Linked DNA regions of Gossypium hirsutum: all the other regions are linked to region 1. A link is a contact called in public Hi-C data. All regions are on one chromosome and are shown on one strand. The core of a region is the stretch at or near the end of the contact, and the rest is flanking DNA. Distances in the headings are between cores, read along the strand shown.

Region 1 (4,770 bases), core at 1,986-4,485:
TAATAGATGTTGCATCTGCTATGCCATGGCTTGAAGCTGCTGTTACCAAATTTACTAAATGCAAACTTAAAACTGAAATTATTATAAAGAATGAACTATTTGTTTGAGAGCATTATTTATCATCATAACAATGTTCCTTTAGGATTCTCGTACTGAACTTGACAATGCCCAATGTTAAAATTGATCTAGGTTTGATGCAAAAATTGCTGCTGCCGTAGCAGATGAGACAAACTTGCCATTTGTCACAGCAGAAAATAAGTTTGAAGCTTTGGGGAATCTCTTAGCTCTCTCTGATCAAGCTTTTATTTATTTATTTTTCCATTTTGTTTTAGGTTGAAGGAATTGATTATTTTTCCATTTTAAGTTGTCATGCAAAATAGTTACACATTCATGAATATTTATTTCTCTTTAATCAGGCTGCACATGATGCCTTTGTTGAAACTAGCGGAGCCCTAAACACTGTTGCTACGTCCCTGATGAAGGTTGCAAATGACATACGCTTACTGGGAAGGTTTGTCTGCAATTTGGATAACCCTCTTTTGTGTGTGTGTGTGAGTGTGGTTGGCATTATTCTGATGGTTTCAGCATTTTTCTTATTCAGTGGTCATTTTCATTCATTGATGATCATTGTCCTTTGCTATCAGTCATTAAGATTGCTGGGTGACGCATTTGCTTCATTTGAGAAGAACTGTGTGAGGGGAATTCAAGCCAATAGGGAAAGAATTTCTAAATTACTGCATGAGGTCAGTTGATGCCACATCTTGAATGTTTTAATTTTATTTTGATACCATATGATAGATTGTCAAGCTAATGATCATATGTTGTCTTGTGACATTTTGAATGGTCTTGCAATCTCTAATGCTTGTCACATCTTTGAACCCTGTAAGTTCTCTTCCCTGCTTCTATCTAGGATCAGTTGTTCCTCAATGAGTCTTTTGCATTTTGAACACGTCTCTAATGATCTCTTTGCTTTCAGAAAATTGGTTACGACAATGCTGCAGCAGTTGCCAAGAAAGCACACAAGGAGGGGTCCACTTTGAAGGTGAGATTTGTTTCTTCTCTTTATGGTTCACTTCTTGAGTATCTTTGATGCGATCATGGATAGCAATGACTTTGTTTTGTTGTGCTTACTGACATCTTAATATGGAAATTCGACCTCACTTAAGTTGTTCTCATATGGAACTGTTTCAATGTTTGTCCTAATCCTTTCCTTTGATGGCTGAAATACTGAATATGACCTACACTTGTTTCTATGCTTATCTTCTGCAGGAAGCAGCATTGAGCCTTGGTGTGCTCACAAGCGAAGAATTTGACACTCTTGTGGTCCCAGAGAAAATGATTGGCCCATCTGACTGAATTTTTTTTTTTTTTTTTTGCTAGAGGAGACTTGAGCAGCAATTGCTTAGATTTTAATTAATTTTAAGACCATTTTTCTCAGTCAAATTACAAAATAGAATCCGACCGCGATTTTCTTCATATTCTGATTATGGAAAACAATATTATTGAGGTTTCCCATTTGCTTGGAATTGTTTATGCAGCTTATGTAGTGAAAAAAAATAACAGTCGCGGATTGACTAATAAGGGGAAAACCTCCCTCATTTGTAAGGAGACTGATTGAAGTAAAGTTGAAGGCAAAATAAAAGAGATGGCATCGAGTTTTGGTACATACTAATGCTCTTGAATCCTTTTTTATGTATGTTAAAGGTGTTGCCTTTCATTTAAGTTATTCATGTAACAGTACTGCAAAATGTGTATATTTTCTCTTGAACACCAAAAAGGAGAAAAAAGAAAAAAAGCTTTCATTTGGAGAGATGCAAAATGATGACATTCAGTGATGAAGCTAGTAAGTTCGATTTTTGGAAGAATTTTTCTACTATTGCCACCGTAGTCATTATAACTAGCTTTGCTCATTTATCTACCAATCAAGTTCTAGTGAGCATAACACCATGTTTTGTTTGACAAGTCCAATAGTACCGGTAGCTTTCCCATCCCTACTGATCGTTATCCACCATGGTTAAGGTGTTTCTAGCAGTAATCAAAATGAGTTTATAATCCTTCTTTGACCAATCAACACCCCGAATAATCAAGTTGATAAATAATTAGGGTGTAATTGAGTCGAGTCGTGCTCATTTAAAATTCAATGTTTGATACTTTGCTCAAGCTCGATCGAGCATCATTTTTAAGCTCATGTTCAAGTTTGATTAAGCTTTTTTACATCGAGTTTAACTAGGCTTGTTTATAATTTTTGCATTCTCTAACTAAATTAATAAAATATTACTTTTTGAATGTGAGATTATTATTGTTATTTAAAATTTAATTACCAAATCCAAAACAAGATGCTTACTATTCCACTAAATCCTTCCTTGCTAATAGGAAAGTGATGATGATGACAACGACGACGATAATAGTGATGATGACGGTGAATCAAATAATTTAAGTGGTTTTGAAATGGAATTAACAAGAGATGCTATAGCTTCTAGTTTAATGAATTCACTTTAAATTGTAAATGCTATTGTAAAATTTTTAGTATTTATATTTGATATATAAATATTATTCCTTTTTAAAACTTCAATCCAAATATATGTAATATTTTAATTTGTTAGGTTTATGTTTTCTATGTTATGTTAATATCTAATATGAGTTATATATTTAAATACATTTTAAAATAAAATAATACAAATGTGTTGAAAGCATTAATTAAAAATAAAAAATAATTTTTATAATAATACAATTGTGTCAATATCCAATTACAAATATTTAATTATTATATTTAAATATTTAAATATAGTTTATATATTCTAATTAAATTTAATAATTAATTAATATTAATTACTTAGAAATATTTAAAATTAATTTTATATATTAAAATATTAACCATAAGTTATAATAAAATATTTTTTATATTTTTGCTAAAAATCATAATATTAACTAATTTGAATATTATTTAAATACATATTTGTTACTTTATAATATCATGTCTAAAATGGACATTTTATTCTTCAAAAGCACTTTTTAACAACAATACCAAACAATCAAAATTTTCAAAAGTATTTCTCAAAAGTACTTCTCAAAAGTACGTTTCCACAGCAGTTTTGAAAAGTAATGAAAAACTGGCCCTAAGTGATATACTACAATTATTAGCTTTGTCCTCAACTATCAAGATCTTCACGTGGAGGTTGTTACCTGAAATCAATTTTGAGTAATCTCTTGATTAGATCACCAAGGCACTAAGGCGAAAGTAAGGAACTACTCGGACTCACTTTCCCCTTAGAATTTCTATTTACCTATGTATCACCTAGAGTAAACAGCATACGCATAAATCAAGATTATCGGTATGGTAACAATTGTATTAGGCAGTGGATGCGAAGAGATAAATGATGGATCAGAGATTGGGCTCATGGAATTGTTTGACTCAATCAAGCATCCAGCACTGATCAATGGATCAACAGGGGCAGCGTTGGTAACGCAGATTATCAAGCCTTTTCTTTCACTCCATGAGCCGAAGGGAAAAAACAAGAAAAGATGGGTGTATAATGGTCTTTTAACATTAAGCAATACGATCATACAGAAACGACTCTACCCACCGGTCATGGTTATGTACAAGTTTGAGGAAAGTCAAAACACTTCCCGTTAACACAACAGCGATAAGAGAAAAATATCTCTTCATCTTTTGTTAGAAATTCTTTTTCTATAACCAAATCATTATCTGTATCATTCAAACTTATTCTTTCTTTTTCTGCTCCTGCTGCGTATACAAAAAGAGATCAACTTCTGTAAGCTCTGCAGAACCTTTTTTTTTACTTATTTACTTTGGTTAATGGGATTTTGGTTTTATTAGTTTTCTTGCTTTGCTTTTAGTTTGTTGTTTTAGCTTTCGAATATGGGGCATAATTTGTTCTCTTTTTGTAATAGTTTGAGCTGTTAATTACGGGTTAATTGATTCACTTTGATGTAAAAAAAATTGAAAATTCAATGGTTTAATTGTTCCCGGTTCATGAAAACCTTGTCCCTGTAAGTGGGTTAGATACGAATTTTATGACAAAGTAGATTTATGAGATTTTAATTCTAAATCTAGGAAGCATGAGTGATTGATTATTCTTTTGATATACATGTTATCTCAATATTGAAGGGTTCCGCTTTAGGATAGGTCCCGTAGCAGTTTATAGTCTCGGCAAAGATTGAGAAGTGGTGCATTCATGTTGAATCTGTTCAGTTTGCGGGGACTGCCTTGGACTGGTGCTGATGGTCAGCAAAAGGTTCATTTAACAGCCTCTTTGAACTTCCCATTTGGTTGTCATTGATTATCATACATCCCTTAGTCACCTCCATTTTCAGGTTCAGTTAACGGCTGCAGAGTTGGAATCACTTAGATCGGAACTCGCTGATATAGAAGAGAGAGAAGCTCACATGAAAGCTCGGTAAAGGAGAGCTGAATCTTGTCCTTTGAACTATTATGTATATTTTGGTCAACTATATATGAACCTTTAGTTCTTGAGGTCTAGCAAATAATATTCCTACGTAATATTCAGATTTGGATACTTTTGCATGTGATGATGTTTCTGTGTCATTGCAGGTTGGAACATATCGATGGGATTTTGCGATCGGCTCGACTTTCTGGCTATTTGTACATTCGAACCGTATGCATTTTCCAATTTTGCTATCATTTGTATCAAGTTTATCCTGCATCCAGCTCTTTGTTCTTGCAGTACTGTTACTCTCCTGGTTAATGATCTTCCTACATATCTTTCATTCTCAGAGATGGACAGCTTT
Region 2 (4,493 bases), core at 1,965-4,464, 630 kb before region 1:
TCATTGTGTCAAGCAACATCAAAAAAATATCTCATTTTCGTAATTAATATATTCCTCGCTTCTATTTATTTAGTTTTTGTATCATTTTTTTATAAAAAAAACCTAATCTAACATCAAACATCAAATGAGCATTTTGGATCTTTAAAATTATTTATTTAGCAAATTTTTTTTAAGAAAATTGATAAAATTGTAGTCCTAATAAAGGCCATAATAATGGTAGCTGTCCTAATGAATTATCCCTAACAAAACTGTTGTCCTAATAATGGCCATAACAAGATTGAAGAAAATGAAAAATGAAGGCCATAGTTATTGTTTTCTAAAACTCTGCATTTCTCAATCAACATCCAAGCCATTTATAGTTTGGTAGAGTTGTTACTTTTATAAAACAAGAAATATTATATATGATTTAAATTCAAAATATTATAATAAAAATACATTTAATTTTTATGTTAATTTATTGCGTAGGTATATCTTGATAAGTAACCAAAATTCATAAAAACCTCTTTCTCTCAAGACAAGTTGAGTGATGTGCTGAAAATTATTGCGTCTACGTACCCAGGGTTTAAGGGTGAAGTGACATGTTTAAAAATAGGTCCTCCAAGTATACGTGTCTAATTGTTGGAGGTTTAGCGTTGCAATAACTTGTAAATTCAATTGCCATCCACGACCTAGTCCACCTCTCCTTTTTCCTTCCAATACTAATTCAAATCATTATATTTATTAAAAATTGGATAGTATAATTTATTGCTTATTATAATTGAGTTTTTATTGATGTTGTATAAAAAGATAACCTACAATGGTATTCTAGTAATATTTTAATTAAATTAACATCTGTTTGACTCGTAGCACCAACTTAAATATAAATATAAATATATAATTTTAAAAAACGATTGAAAATTTAAATACAAATCTTTTATCGCCACACTTATAATATCATTGTCACCAATATTTTTTATACAAAAATTAATATTATATTTTTTTCCAAAAAAATTCAATTATACATTAATTTAATCAAAATTAAAATATAATCAATAAACAATGTTTCTTATCACTAAGCCAAAGTTGCTCAAGAATCACTAAAATTAAATTAAATTGAATTTATTAGTTTTTATATTTATGTCATATTCAATTTTTCATATCTAAAATGTTATAAATAATACATTAAAAATTCATGCAATATTAATTTTGATATTTATGTTGTAGTCCTATTCCAAGTTATAAAATCTAATAAAGATATTTTAACCTTTTCTCCCTATCTTCCGGAAATGGGAGTTTTGTGCTGACATTTCTAAAACTGATGTCAGCTTTTCCTTGCATGGAATTATGTAGTAACGGCTAATATAGAGAGTTATCATGTGAAGGACAAAGAAAAAAAGAAAAAGAAAAATCGTGATTCAATTTTCTTTTTCTCATAATTTGAATAACATATTTTAATATAACTCTTAAATATTTTCTCCAAAATTTTATTTTAGCGACAAAGAATATATTTATCAACAACCTTATCACTTCGCCTATTGGTATTGGTGTTTATTTCTGAACCCCCAACTTGAGTTTTAATCATAGGGATCGTCTGCACGGAATGTGTATATCGGTGACAATTGAGAATCCTATCAAGAATGTATGAATTGTATGCTTTAAAATATTATATTTATTAATAAAATAAAATAATGGAAAAGTAATGAAAAGTAGAAATGATAAAAAATTTATTTAGATCAATAATTTTTTTTCAAAACTAATAATTATTAATAGAAAATGTAATGGTTCGATTAACTGCAAGAAAAACTAATTAAAAAATGTATAAATGTAAATTGATATATATTTTTTTATTAAGTGAGTTGGCCTAGGATTATATTTTTTTTACAAAAAAATAAATCCTACATTATTTTTGATAAATTAATAGGGTACGTCTCGAATAACAAATGCGACTAGCGTGACTTGAACTTAGGGCGATAAACATCCTTGACCATTTGGTCATCACATGGAGTTCATAAATATTAAATTGAATATATAGAAAACCTTTAAAAACAGAAAAGGAATAAAGGAAAAGAAAAGAAAGAAAAAAGCAACAACCATCCCATTTGTCCATCACAGAAAATGACCAATTGGATAAAGTCAACAAGTCAAGCCATCAGTGGGCTACATTTGAAGGGCATTTCAGTTAAATGTATTGTGTTCGTAATTTGTTATGGTATTCATATATGTAGAATTAACCTATTTTGATTGATCCAAAAACATTCAGACCAGAGATCCCCATGTCTGTTCTAAAGGATTTGAGTACTTATTCATTCACTGAATTTTAACACTCTAAAGGAAATAATCAAGTTTTGAGGATTCTATTAGATCAATCACTGAATTTGGTCACTACTTTGTAAGAGAGAGGCAAAGCATAAGATTATCAGATACTTCCAACTTTCTGAACTGCTGTTTTTGAACCTTAATTTAGAAGTTGAGATAAGAATCAATAGCAGGGTTTAATATGTCAGAATATGAATTTCAAACCATTCATTTGGACGAAATTTTACTTGTATTTTACATGATTCTCGTATTAGATCAAAACTAAAACAAATAAAAGGTCACAAACAGCCCAGAAAACTGGTATGCTCTCATAATCTAACACTCTTCTGGGATTCCATCGAGCACTGAATTGGTAGCCGTGAAAGGGGAGACAACAATAACACGATCCGGTGGGAGGTGCACAAGCTCACGAGCTACATCTTTGAAGTCGAGAATCCCTCCATCTTTGCATTTCGACAGCAGTCGAGCAGCTTCTTCCTTTGTCATCTTCAGTTTTACTCTTGTAACAGTAGTTCCTGCTTTCCCATCGAAGCCTCTGGCGCTGCTACTGATCTTTGGATCCCTCTCACGATCCTTAACTTTTAGCAATGGTGTTGAGCTTGATAAGTAATCACCATAATACTTCTTTTGATTGCTTGGTATTTTCTTCTTGCTCAACTCATCTCTGTATATGAACTTTGATGAACTCTTGGATTCTATAAAATCAAGGATTTCACCTGACAACTTTTTGGAAACATAAAGCAAGAAAGTTTAGCATCTTTGAGGGGAAAAAACTAAAAAGACAGGCTTTGTTTTTATGGGTTTTTCTTCCCCCCCCCCTTTATTACACTTTTTTGGGCTGATAAAGCAGATGTAGGGTGGGGTTTATATAGAAGGCCGGTTGGATTTGTGAATGAAGGAGTGCCTTTTGGAACATTAAATTAGGCTAAAGGGCAATGGGGAGATAAGTCAAGTGCACTCAATTGGAACATTAAAACTGTGTGTCTCATGAGTCAAATTGGAAATTTGGAGTTTGGCACTTAAACTGCTGTGAAAATGGGTGGTCCCCTATGCAGGCCACACTGAGAACAACAATCAGCAATTGGCATGCATGATTGATTGCATTGCTTCCGCTACTTTTTATGTATCCTTTTCCCTTCTTTTCTGTGGTGTTTGTGGGAAGTAGAGGATCTGGCTTTAGGTGTGATTCACAAGAAATTCATTATTCTTCATTCATCATTTAAGAAAAATGTATTAGTATATTTGAAATGAGAATGACAAAGTGAGGATCCATTTTTGTGCAGGTACATATACATTCCTTGTAGACTTCAAGATTGAGACTTACTCTATGTATCCAAAACCAAAGCCCCCAAAAATAAATATAATCAAAATGGTTTTTGAACCATTTTTGGAGGTTAAAAGGCAATGTTGTTGCATTTCCACTTCTTCAATTAGTTCTTTAGGGTCATCTTTTTAACATGAAGCTAAATTAGCCAGTAGTAAAAGAAAAGTTAACTTTCTTTTGAAGCTCTTTTCTTAATTTAAGAGTTCTTTATTTGAATCTTGTAAAAAAATTAATTTCTCAAAATATTGTTTCTTTATGTATCTTGATATTCATGGGCTTCAAGATCCCTTATTTTTACAAAAAAACTAAAAGAATTTGAAATCCAATCATTAGGTGATAATGATATGATTTTGAAATTTCTTCAACATCCATATGTGTTCAGGCTCTCTTGATACATTTTCAAAATTCTTTTTTTTAACTATTGTGAATTTAACTTGAGATAGCATGATCTCGACATACTTTTTTTCTATCATTGTGAAATTAATTTGACTTGAGACAACCTATTTACTCCTCCCTTTCCCCTTTATATGTTTTACAAACTCCAAAAGAGTACTATTTTAATTTTTTTTCAAAAGTATTTACTCACAAGATCTACAAATTCTAAACCTATTCTGTAACACCCCATGTCTGACGGGTACAAGGTTTGTCGCAAAGTCCTAAGGTACTATGATTGGCAGAGTAGGCTTCGCCCAAGTGCATCTTTCGGTGTATAGAGCGAGCGTGTACAATTATGTGGTTAAGTTAATAAAGGTTCCTTTCCAGGTGGCTATGTTAGTTGGAATAGATCAGTGACCGAGTAAAATTGGTACCGAGAATATGAGTTTCTGTCAGGGATAGTGTGTCCGTTAACTGTGGTACTGTGCAAGTTGAGTTG
Region 3 (4,929 bases), core at 415-2,914, 820 kb before region 1:
AACTAGGCCACCATTACGACTAGTTTTCAGCATGTTATAACCCAAGTAGAGTACATGATGACTGCATTCAGTAGACTTCAAGCAGAAAGGGATTTCAGACAACTAAATAGAAAACATGGTTCTCTGGTGATTAGAAGAAAATAATAGTCAAAAACCAATGTGTGGGATATGATTCTCCAAACACCCCCAAAAACTTGAAATGACTTAAAATTTTGAATATACACGTCATAATTGGATACTCACACGTAAATCTGACTACTCCTTTCAAGTATGACCATAACCACTTATTTTTCTAACATCTAAAAATATCTTAATTGAAAGCTATTGCGACATCATCCATTCAGATTGTCTATTACTACTGTCCATTAGGAAGAGTATGATTTTATTATTTAATTAATAACACCAACACTGTAACAGGACTGCATTATATTATTAATCTAGACTAGATATGGCACCAAGTTGGACAACAAAGCCTGCCAGCTATTGAATGAGAACTAAAGAAAAAAGAAAACCCAAAATATCATGCACATGCAACTATACTATGGCAACCGACAATATTTCTCTCATATCTTAACAATGCTGCGCGGACCCACTTCCATGGAGACCATCTTCGCCACAAACAGTGTCGCAATAAAATTGTCATTTCAACTATATCGTACAAACTACACTTATTATATTTAAGACAACAATGCAACCAAAACCCAAATCTTTAAAAAAGTGAACAAAGAATAAAGAAAAGGAAAGAAAAGCAAGAATAACAGTCATATAGAAGAATCAGTCTTTGCAATTATTATTATAAATTATACTAGTTCATAATTAAAACCCAGATTACAGCTTTCATTACCATTTTAGAAGCAAAGTACTTTAATCTAACAATGATCAATTCATTTCTAAGATTCAACTCACTCCCATTTTCCTCACAATTAAACCTTACGTTTGAGTAAAATACAGCAATTTTTTTAGCAATATTAGGAAGGGAAGGGTTGGAATAAAGATTCTGTAAGATCCAAACTTGAGTGAAGACTCTGATAATACTAGCAAGTAATAATCAGTAGTTAAGAGACTTGAGTTACCTGAGTGGCTTTGATAACAGCACCTCGAGCCAAATAAAGTGTCATATGACTAGTAAGATTGAAACTGTCGGTTAAGTAGACTCCAGAAGGCACAAAAAGTAGCGTGCCGCCTCTCCTTCTCAGATGCTGAATCCGATATATAGCTTTCCGGAAGGCTATGGTATTGAGCGTCTGTCCGTCGCCGACACCACCAAAGTCCGTTATCGATATCTTATCGCCTCTTTCCGTCATAGGAACAATCCCCGAGCAGGTTGTCAAGTCCCCATAAGAAAAGTGAACCCAAAAAGAGGCTTCAAGGAAGAAGCAACAAAGCAAAACAGAAGCCAATGCACGAAACATTCGGGTTCAAATAGAAAGAAAAAGAAAGGGAAGTTTATTTGGAGAAGGACAGAAAATGAGTTGATGGAACACTGGGCGTAGATACGGAGATGGAAACAAGGAGAGAGCTCCAAAGGGTTTCTTTCTGCTTATTTTTTTAATTAAGAAAAGGAAAGCTTGAACTTTGAAGTAAGGATTGGGACTTTATCAACTTATCGCAAAGAAAGGCCGGAGAGAAGTAATGGTTGAGGTGTTGATGCCTTTGGTTTTGGCTCAACTCTTAATTTTAAGATTTCTCTATTTTTTATGTTTAAAATATTTAATAATAATAATAATAATAATAATTATTATTATTATTATTATTATATATGCACTTTTTGACTTAATAATAATAATAATAAAGTTAAAATCACCTTTTGATTTGAACTTGGTCTGAATTCCTTTTTTGTTATTTAGGTTAAAATTTGTTAATTATTCTTACATTAAGGTTTTACCCTTTTTTCTTCATGTTAGGTTTTGAACTTGACAAATGTTCTCACATTGAGACTTCAACTCTTTTTTATTCAACTTAGTCCTTAAAAACCTTAAAGTTTAAATCTTAATTTGGGGATAATTGCCAAGTTCAGACCCTAATGAGGAAACAATTGTCAAATTCAGGGCTTAACTTTGACCAAAAAAAAGTTAAGACTCCAATGTGAGAAAAATTGCTAAGTTTAGACCCCAAATAGTGATTTAATCCTAATAAAACTTATTATTTATTGATAAACTCATTTCTCAAAATACGCTTTTTAGGCAATTTTGATATCGAGTATAGTTTAATGTGTTGCCAAATCAACACATTAATTCATACATTTTATGTCAGCATGTCGAGAAGAGTTGAAATCTACAAGTGTCAAGTTTAGAGATAAAAGGTTAGACTAGCATTTTATTTTGTCGTAGGACCAACCAACTACATTGAATGCAGTGGAAGTCAGTTCTTATGGTGATCGCCTTCCACTCTATAAAAATTCAATCATCCTTCTTTTTTTCTCATCAAAATCTTACTCAAGCTTTCCAACTCTACAAAAAAACAAAAAAAAATGCTTTTATTTACATATTTTTCGAGAGAAAATGGTCTACCATATTATTAATTGTGCCCTCAACAAGGTGAAATCTCTAATTATTTTTTTAATTATCGAAGAATTATTTTTAAGATTTTCCAAATTTTAATTCTTTTTGTTTTTAACAATTAGTATTATCTTTAGGTCTGACATAATTTACACTTCTCGGATCCCAATCTTCATTCCTAAGAATGTTTGCAAGATGTCAATTTGTCCATGGCATATAAAATGGAAAAGCTCCATGTTGGTTTCCATCTTGGTGAAAATATGGAGGCCGAAAATAATTACATTCCATTTTCCATGTAAGGAAGAAACAATTACTCTCAAAGACATCACTTTTATAATTGACATTCAAATTAATGGAGAGGCAGTAATTGGACCTAATGGCATCAATTTGGAGTCAATGTGCGGGCAATTATTAGGTATCGTGCCATCAAAGGAGAGGTTGAAGGATTTACATAGGTACCAATTGAAATGCACATGGTTGGAGAAACTTGTCAAAAAATATAAAATTAAATTGGCGGTGTCCGCAAGCGTACGGGTCAAATTGTAATATAGTTTAGCTTACAACGAAGCACTGGTAAGTGTTTCGAGGATCGTACCCAAAGAATTGCAAATTAGAGAAACTATTATTAAATCAATTACATAAAATAATTACTAATCTAATTGAGTCACGAATCGATAGTGTGAATCCAAATTAATATTTTAATTAAACTAATTAAATTAACTAACCTAAATTAACCTAATGGAATTTTCTATTCCTAGTGTTGACAATGTGAGCCTCTAATCTATGATATGAGATTCCTAATTATCTAATTAAATATTTAATTATCATCGATTGAGTTATTTACCACCCTTAGCTAAGAATACCCTTCAAATCTCATCCTCACTAAGGATTACCACCTAAGTCACCCTTCCGGTCTCTTCCTAGGCATATGGATACCCTCCCGGTCTCATCGCTTGGAACAAGTTATACACGACAGGATACTCTTTCGGTCTCACCTATCTAGATATTCTATCAAGGGCGTCACTCCCTAATATACTAAGTAATCTTGAATAAACAACCAATTTCAGATAAATTAGTTTAATAACCGAATCATGCAAGATTTGAAATAAGCACAATAATCTATTCAATTATTCATACAAACGCTAATTGATAAGGTTAACGAAAATATAAATAAAAGAATAAGAGATAAGAGACAACTCATGAATATGGATTGAAGTGTGGTGTGGGAGCAATTTCCTCTCACAATTGTCTTCACATTGAAATAAAAAAGTTCCGACTAAAAGAACATAAAAAGAAAATTGAATAGTAAAAACTGTCTCTAAGTCTGGACACAATTCCAGTGACCCTAAAGTTGCTTATATAGGTAACGGGCTATTTGGTGACCACTCAACCCTAGATACATTTAGATATCAATTAATGTAATATTCTGATAAATGCTAAGGTCCAAATAAGAAAATATCCCAAAAGTTTCGTCCAAAGAATCAACCATATTTTGGCCTGTCATCGTTGATTTAGGGTTTAAATATAGTATCCTAACTCGAGGTTTTATGCATGTGATGTAGAATTGCTTAGGTGCTTTAGATGGAACCCACATCAAGATTAGAGTTCCAACAATTGATAAACCTAGATATCTAATGTGAAAAAGTGACATAGCAACAAATATGTTAGGTGTTTGTACATCTGATATATTTTTTGTTTATATTCTTCCTGGTTGGGAAGGTTTTGTTGCCAATGGACGGGTTCTTCGAGATGCCATTAGTAGGAGACATAGACTAAAATTTCCTCATGGTAAAGTGCGGAATTGGAGGAATTTGAATTAATTTTTTAGATCATATTTTTTTGGGAAAATTAACCATGATAAATAGTTTTTTCCTTTTTTTATAGATTGTTATTATCTAGTTGATGTTGGTTACACAAACTGTGAGGGATTTCTTGCGCCTTTTAGAGGACAAAGATAACATTTGAATGAGTGGCATCAAGGTTACCAGCCAAGTACTCCAAAAGAATTTTTCAATATGAAACATGTTTCAGCATGCAATGTTATTAAAAGATGCTTTGGGTTATTAAAACTTAGATAGGGAATACTTAGGAGTTCATCATTTTATCCTGTGATGGTACACAATAGAATTATTATTGCATGTTGTTTGCTCCATAATTTTATTCGAACCTATATGAGTCTTGATCCTATTGAAGCGGAGTTAGGAGAAGGATTACCTAGTAATGTGATAGATGACGATGAACCGAATATCGTAAATATTCATCCGTCAGATGCATGGGCTACTTGGAGGATGGAACTAGCCAATCAAATGTTCTATGAATGGCAAGCATCAAGAAATTAGTTAAGTTTAAGGTAAAAAGTAGTAGAAGATTAATTTGTTTATATTATTTCATGTATCTAGTTTATGAAACTTTAGTGGTGTTTGAATTGTCT
Region 4 (4,553 bases), core at 578-3,077, 700 kb before region 1:
GACCAAATTGAAGTAAACTGTTTGTGGAATTGTATTAGTATAAGCTAACAATTTGTAGTCAAAGTATAACATATTTGAATAAAAGGAGTAACTAATTTAATTAGGCATCTCTTGCCTATTAGTTAGGAAAGCAAATTTGAATTCTGTGCTTGCGTTGCGCAACAATACTATCCAAAGATATTTTTGTAGGCCATAAAAGCAAAGTTGGTGGTACTGTTTCGGGCTGACTGTGTCCCATTCTTTACCAACAACAAAGCAAAGCAAGAGTTCCACTTATGGAAGATGGCCTATGCCTTCAATTTATAACCAACGTTAATGTTTTAACATGGATTTCGCCACGTCAAAGTGGGAACAAAATTGGTGGGGGGGGGGGCAGGTGTACTTAGGGAGGCTGATAAAAAACTAACTCACCCGGACAGCCGGTGACCGCGTTGCCTAGGTAGAACCATCAGAAGTCGTGATAGAACCGTTGTTAGCCGGTAATTGCGGAGGCTTGCCTCTTTGACTTACATACCGTACGTCTCCACTGTCCACATCTCTTGGTTTTTTAAAACCTTCTTATGATATTAAAATAAAAAACTCTTTTTTACTTTTATGAAAGGGCAAAAGGAAAAGCAAGATGACAAAAATATTTTCGGCAACCCAAAAAAAAGAAAAAGGTTAATTTCCGGCGGAGACCGTTGATTGCTGTTGGGAATTAAGCGCTCTCTTTTTGACCTTTTAAATAAAATAACCAAATGAAAATGGACATCTTGCACAGTTGATTTTACAAAGGATTGTCATATTGCCTACCGGATGCCGTCGGTGGACTCCTAATTTCAGAAGAGAAAATAAAATGGGGTTGTCGGGTTTGGCGAATCATAGTTACCATTATCAACAATTCCGGTTGATGCTGAGAAGTTCCCTCAATAATTAAAGCAATTATTCAAATTCCATGTCTTCTAAGCTTGTCAAAAAAAAAATTCAAATTCCCTCTAATATTTAGATTTTAATTCTACATCCAATCGTCATAAAAACCTCAACCCCCTTTTCTTTAGCTGGACAAAATAATGGCTTTTAGTTGAGAATTTAGGGTTACATTCAACCCCCTTCATCAATAATATATAACATTTACATTTATCCATTAATAATGCATCTTTTTCTTTATGCTTTTCACATCAATTCATTCTCCAAACATATGTAGATTTATGTGTGGTCAATAAATTATATCTTAAAATTTATTGTTTATGATAATAATTATAATTTTTTTAAAATTATATATATTATATATGATTTCTTTTATATTTTTAATCAATATAATATATATAATATTAAAAAAATAAAAGAGACATGTGGTATATTCTAATAGCATAACATGGCAAATCAATGTCTGATCAATTACCGTCAACAATTGGTCAATATCTACCAATGATCAATCAATACTCGTCAATGGTCGATCAACATCGACCACTGTGACATTTTTTTTCATTGATCAAAGTGGCCTAACAAATATTTTTAACCAACATTACAAAATAGATAAATAAAATTAAGTACAAAATTGAGAAAATGAATATATTTTAAGAGATTTAAGTTAATATTTAAAATAATCATATTTAATACAATTCAAAAAGAAAAAGAAAATAAAATGTCTAAAATAATTAGGGTTAGATATGTGCTATAATTGGCCTAATCAAGCAGTGTGGCAGCACCTGTAAAAGATGATCCAGGGTTTGCAATTTTCCCATACCTAATACGACAGGAGACGCAAACGGACAGGTCGCAGGCTGCAGAAGCCAGATGATTAATTTAAAAATAAAAATAAAAATAATTTGCATTAATTATGGGTGAACAAATTTCAAAACATAAACCAAGCAGCCAAGTTTTGCAAAATCCAATTATGTCCACCATTTGTGACCCAGGACAGGGTACCCTCCCACATGCGGTGCCCAACAGAGATTTAATGGAGTCGTAATAAACTTCATGCCTTAATTTCAGGGGCATTATTCCCAAGTTACAAACAATGTAAGTTTAGTGGAGTGGAGAAGGCATAAAAAGAAATTCTACAGAAGAGTAAAAATCAGAAATTAATTTTAATCATGTTTAGCAGCAGTTTCCCTGCCAAAAAGAACCATTAAATCCGCACCGACTCTACCCAGTGAAAGACTAAAAGCGCCAGGGACACCCACATGACTTTGTTCTTTCCCTTTCCCTCTCCTCCAATTATTATTAAAAACTACTTTCAATACCAATTTTTAACCTCTCTTGCTCTTCCTTCCCTCCACTCCACAATATATAGAGGCTTCAGCTCCTCTTCCAATTCCCAATCCCACTGCTCTTTCTCTCCTCACTTTCATTTCTATCACCTCTTTTAACTCATTCCATTTTTTTTTACCTTTCTCTCCAATTCCCAATCCCACTGCATTTTTTGTGTTCGATACCAAATGGGTTTCTCTTTTTAGTTTTAGAAACTTGAAGGAAACCCCACTCTGCAGAAAGAGATCTGTTTTTGTTTCAACTTGAAACTTGAATTGTGTCTTTTGATAAGTTTGAATGTACATGGAGAAGTTGATGAGGCTGATTGAAATGACTCCTTTACTTCTGCTGCTTTTTCTTCCTTCTGCTTTTGCTGGACATGACTATAACCAAGCTCTGAGCAAGAGCATTCTGTTCTTTGAAGCTCAGAGATCTGGTTACCTTCCTCATAACCAGAGAGTTACGTGGAGAGCCAATTCCGGCTTGAATGACGGCAAGGCCAGTGGGGTAAGTTAAAGTTCCACTCTCAACTTGAACTTGTTTTCTCGGTCAAAACGTCACTTTTGTTCTTTGACTTGCTTCATTTAGAATCGAAAATTATGGTATTTATGGTTGAAGTTGTTTTCCCAAATTCTCAAGGTGGATCTGGTTGGAGGGTACTACGATGCAGGGGACAATGTGAAGTTCGGACTGCCCATGGCATTCACCATAACAATGATGTCCTGGAGTATTATAGAGTACGGGAAACAAATGGGTGCCAATGGAGAGCTCGGCCATGCGATGGAAGCAGTCAAGTGAGGCACTGACTACCTCATTAAAGCTCATCCCGAACCTTATGTCCTTTATGGAGAGGTACTCTTCCCGACCTTCTTCCCTCGTGTTTCTTCCCATTCTTAACACTCCATTATTTTGTCACTAATATGTCCAAATCCCTTTTTCAAATCTCATACTTGATAGCAACACTTGGCTACTAATAAAATATTAGTTTGAATTTAATACTGCTAAAACTCAAAAGGACTCAATTAAAAAATAATTAATTTTGGTGAGATCCATTTTAGGTGGGCGATGGTAACAGTGACCACTACTGTTGGCAAAGACCAGAGGATATGACCACAAACCGTCATGCTTACAAGATAGACCCAAGCAACCCTGGGTCGGATCTGGCAGGTGAAACTGCCGCCGCCATGGCTGCCGCCTCAATCGTCTTCCGCCGTTCCAACCCTGCATATTCCACCGAGCTTCTTCGCCATGCCCACCAGGTATACATTTACGCAGTCTGTGTCTTCTCGCGTTGCTGGGACCATTGGATCCGCCGATGCCTGTTAGCTTACACTCTATACCTTTTTTTATCAGAAGATGATGGAAAAAATGGTTGTTATTGCGCACTCTTTTGTCGGCCTCAATTTCGCAACTTGGGGGGCCCAACCCTAGTTTTCATTTAATAAAAACAACCACCTCTGTCTACTTCTTTCTTCCACCAAAATACTACCACTGTTTTTGAGCCAGGAAAAATAAAAACCTTTTAACCCTTGTAGTAGCTATATTTTGGGTGAAACGGTGTCGTTCGCTAGATTCTTGTTAATGGTTCTAAATTGATCATGGGTGGAAGGGGTGGGTATAGTTAGATTCTATATCATTATCATCTCTATAAATTTGGCTTTAATTAAATTTTTTATTTTTTATTTTTTTAAAATCAAATAAATATTTATTATTTTCTATATTAAGCTTTTAAAAGTTTATATAAAAATAAAATAATATTTTTTTCTAATGGAACGGATTGACTCCAGTGGATTGATGTTCTAATTTTATGACTCCTTGTGATGAGAACGCTTAGCTTTGCTTTTGCCCCATCCATCACGGGTAATTAATCTTTTATGACCGTACAGATCTCTCGTACAAGCAGATCTTAACCGTCCATTTATACCCAGTCATTTCGTTTCTCACGTGCCAACCCTGTCGGTGCTCCTCCAGTTTAACTTACATCCCCAAATTACCCTTGCCTCTTTCCTCAAATTGCTTCACCTACCCTATCCATTCTCTTCAACAAAAATTTCAATAAATTTTACAATATAATTAATTTTAAGTTTTGTTTTTGTTTTCAGCTATTCGAATTTGCTGATAAATACAGAGGTAAATACGACAGCAGCATCACAGTTGCCCAAAAATACTACCGATCCATCAGTGGCTACAATGTAAGTTTTTCTAAATTTTATCAAAGCAATCAATTTGAGCAATTTATAGTTTTAATGGCAGAAAATAGCATGTTTACTGGTACGGTTTATTAATTAAGTTGGAATGTTATCGTGTAGGACGAGTTGTTG

Evidence for each region. Hi-C and Micro-C count contacts between places; a contact is called where the count stands out from the background.
Region 2: a Hi-C map of leaf shows a contact between it and region 1, with 2.9 times the contacts expected there. The contact joins the enhancer-like site here to the promoter of LOC107911211 in region 1. A contact is called at or near these places in 4 of 34 Hi-C or Micro-C datasets (hypocotyl, leaf and petal).
Region 3: a Hi-C map of leaf shows a contact between it and region 1, with 3 times the contacts expected there. The contact joins the promoter of LOC107909932 here to the promoter of LOC107911211 in region 1. A contact is called at or near these places in 4 of 34 Hi-C or Micro-C datasets (hypocotyl and leaf).
Region 4: a Hi-C map of leaf shows a contact between it and region 1, with 3 times the contacts expected there. The contact joins the promoter of LOC107909883 here to the promoter of LOC107911211 in region 1. A contact is called at or near these places in 13 of 34 Hi-C or Micro-C datasets (anther, callus, hypocotyl and 2 more).

The regions. Positions count from the first base shown.
Region 1 is chrD08:41,951,333-41,956,102 of Gossypium_hirsutum_v2.1, reverse strand. LOC107911211 reads left to right here and starts at 3,235. Exons shown (of 7, transcript XM_016839091.2): 1 at 3,235-3,773; 2 at 4,130-4,256; 3 at 4,336-4,418; 4 at 4,574-4,637; 5 at 4,757-4,770. The coding sequence starts at 4,197. It overlaps LOC107911202 (fumarate hydratase 1, mitochondrial), which reads left to right. Exons shown (of 7, transcript XM_041098187.1): 2 at 190-271; 3 at 417-511; 4 at 602-743; 5 at 853-882; 6 at 977-1,042; 7 at 1,270-1,666. The coding sequence starts at 477. The coding sequence ends at 1,356.
Region 2 is chrD08:42,576,837-42,581,329 of Gossypium_hirsutum_v2.1, reverse strand. No RefSeq gene overlaps it. Among protein-coding and RNA genes, the nearest start is that of LOC107909859, 30 kb to the right of the region's middle. Within about 2 kb of position 3,214, at least 6 of the 9 cell types and tissues checked have an H3K27ac peak or open chromatin away from gene starts, as enhancers often do. A contact at or near this core is called in hypocotyl and leaf, where this site is marked.
Region 3 is chrD08:42,774,272-42,779,200 of Gossypium_hirsutum_v2.1, reverse strand. LOC107909932 (probable polygalacturonase) reads right to left here and starts at 1,664. Exons shown (of 5, transcript XM_016837645.2): 1 at 1,074-1,664. The coding sequence starts at 1,412.
Region 4 is chrD08:42,646,827-42,651,379 of Gossypium_hirsutum_v2.1, reverse strand. LOC107909883 (endoglucanase 6) reads left to right here and starts at 1,827. Exons shown (of 9, transcript XM_041098169.1): 1 at 1,827-2,739; 2 at 2,872-3,084; 3 at 3,291-3,491; 4 at 4,335-4,424; 5 at 4,542-4,553. The coding sequence starts at 3,339.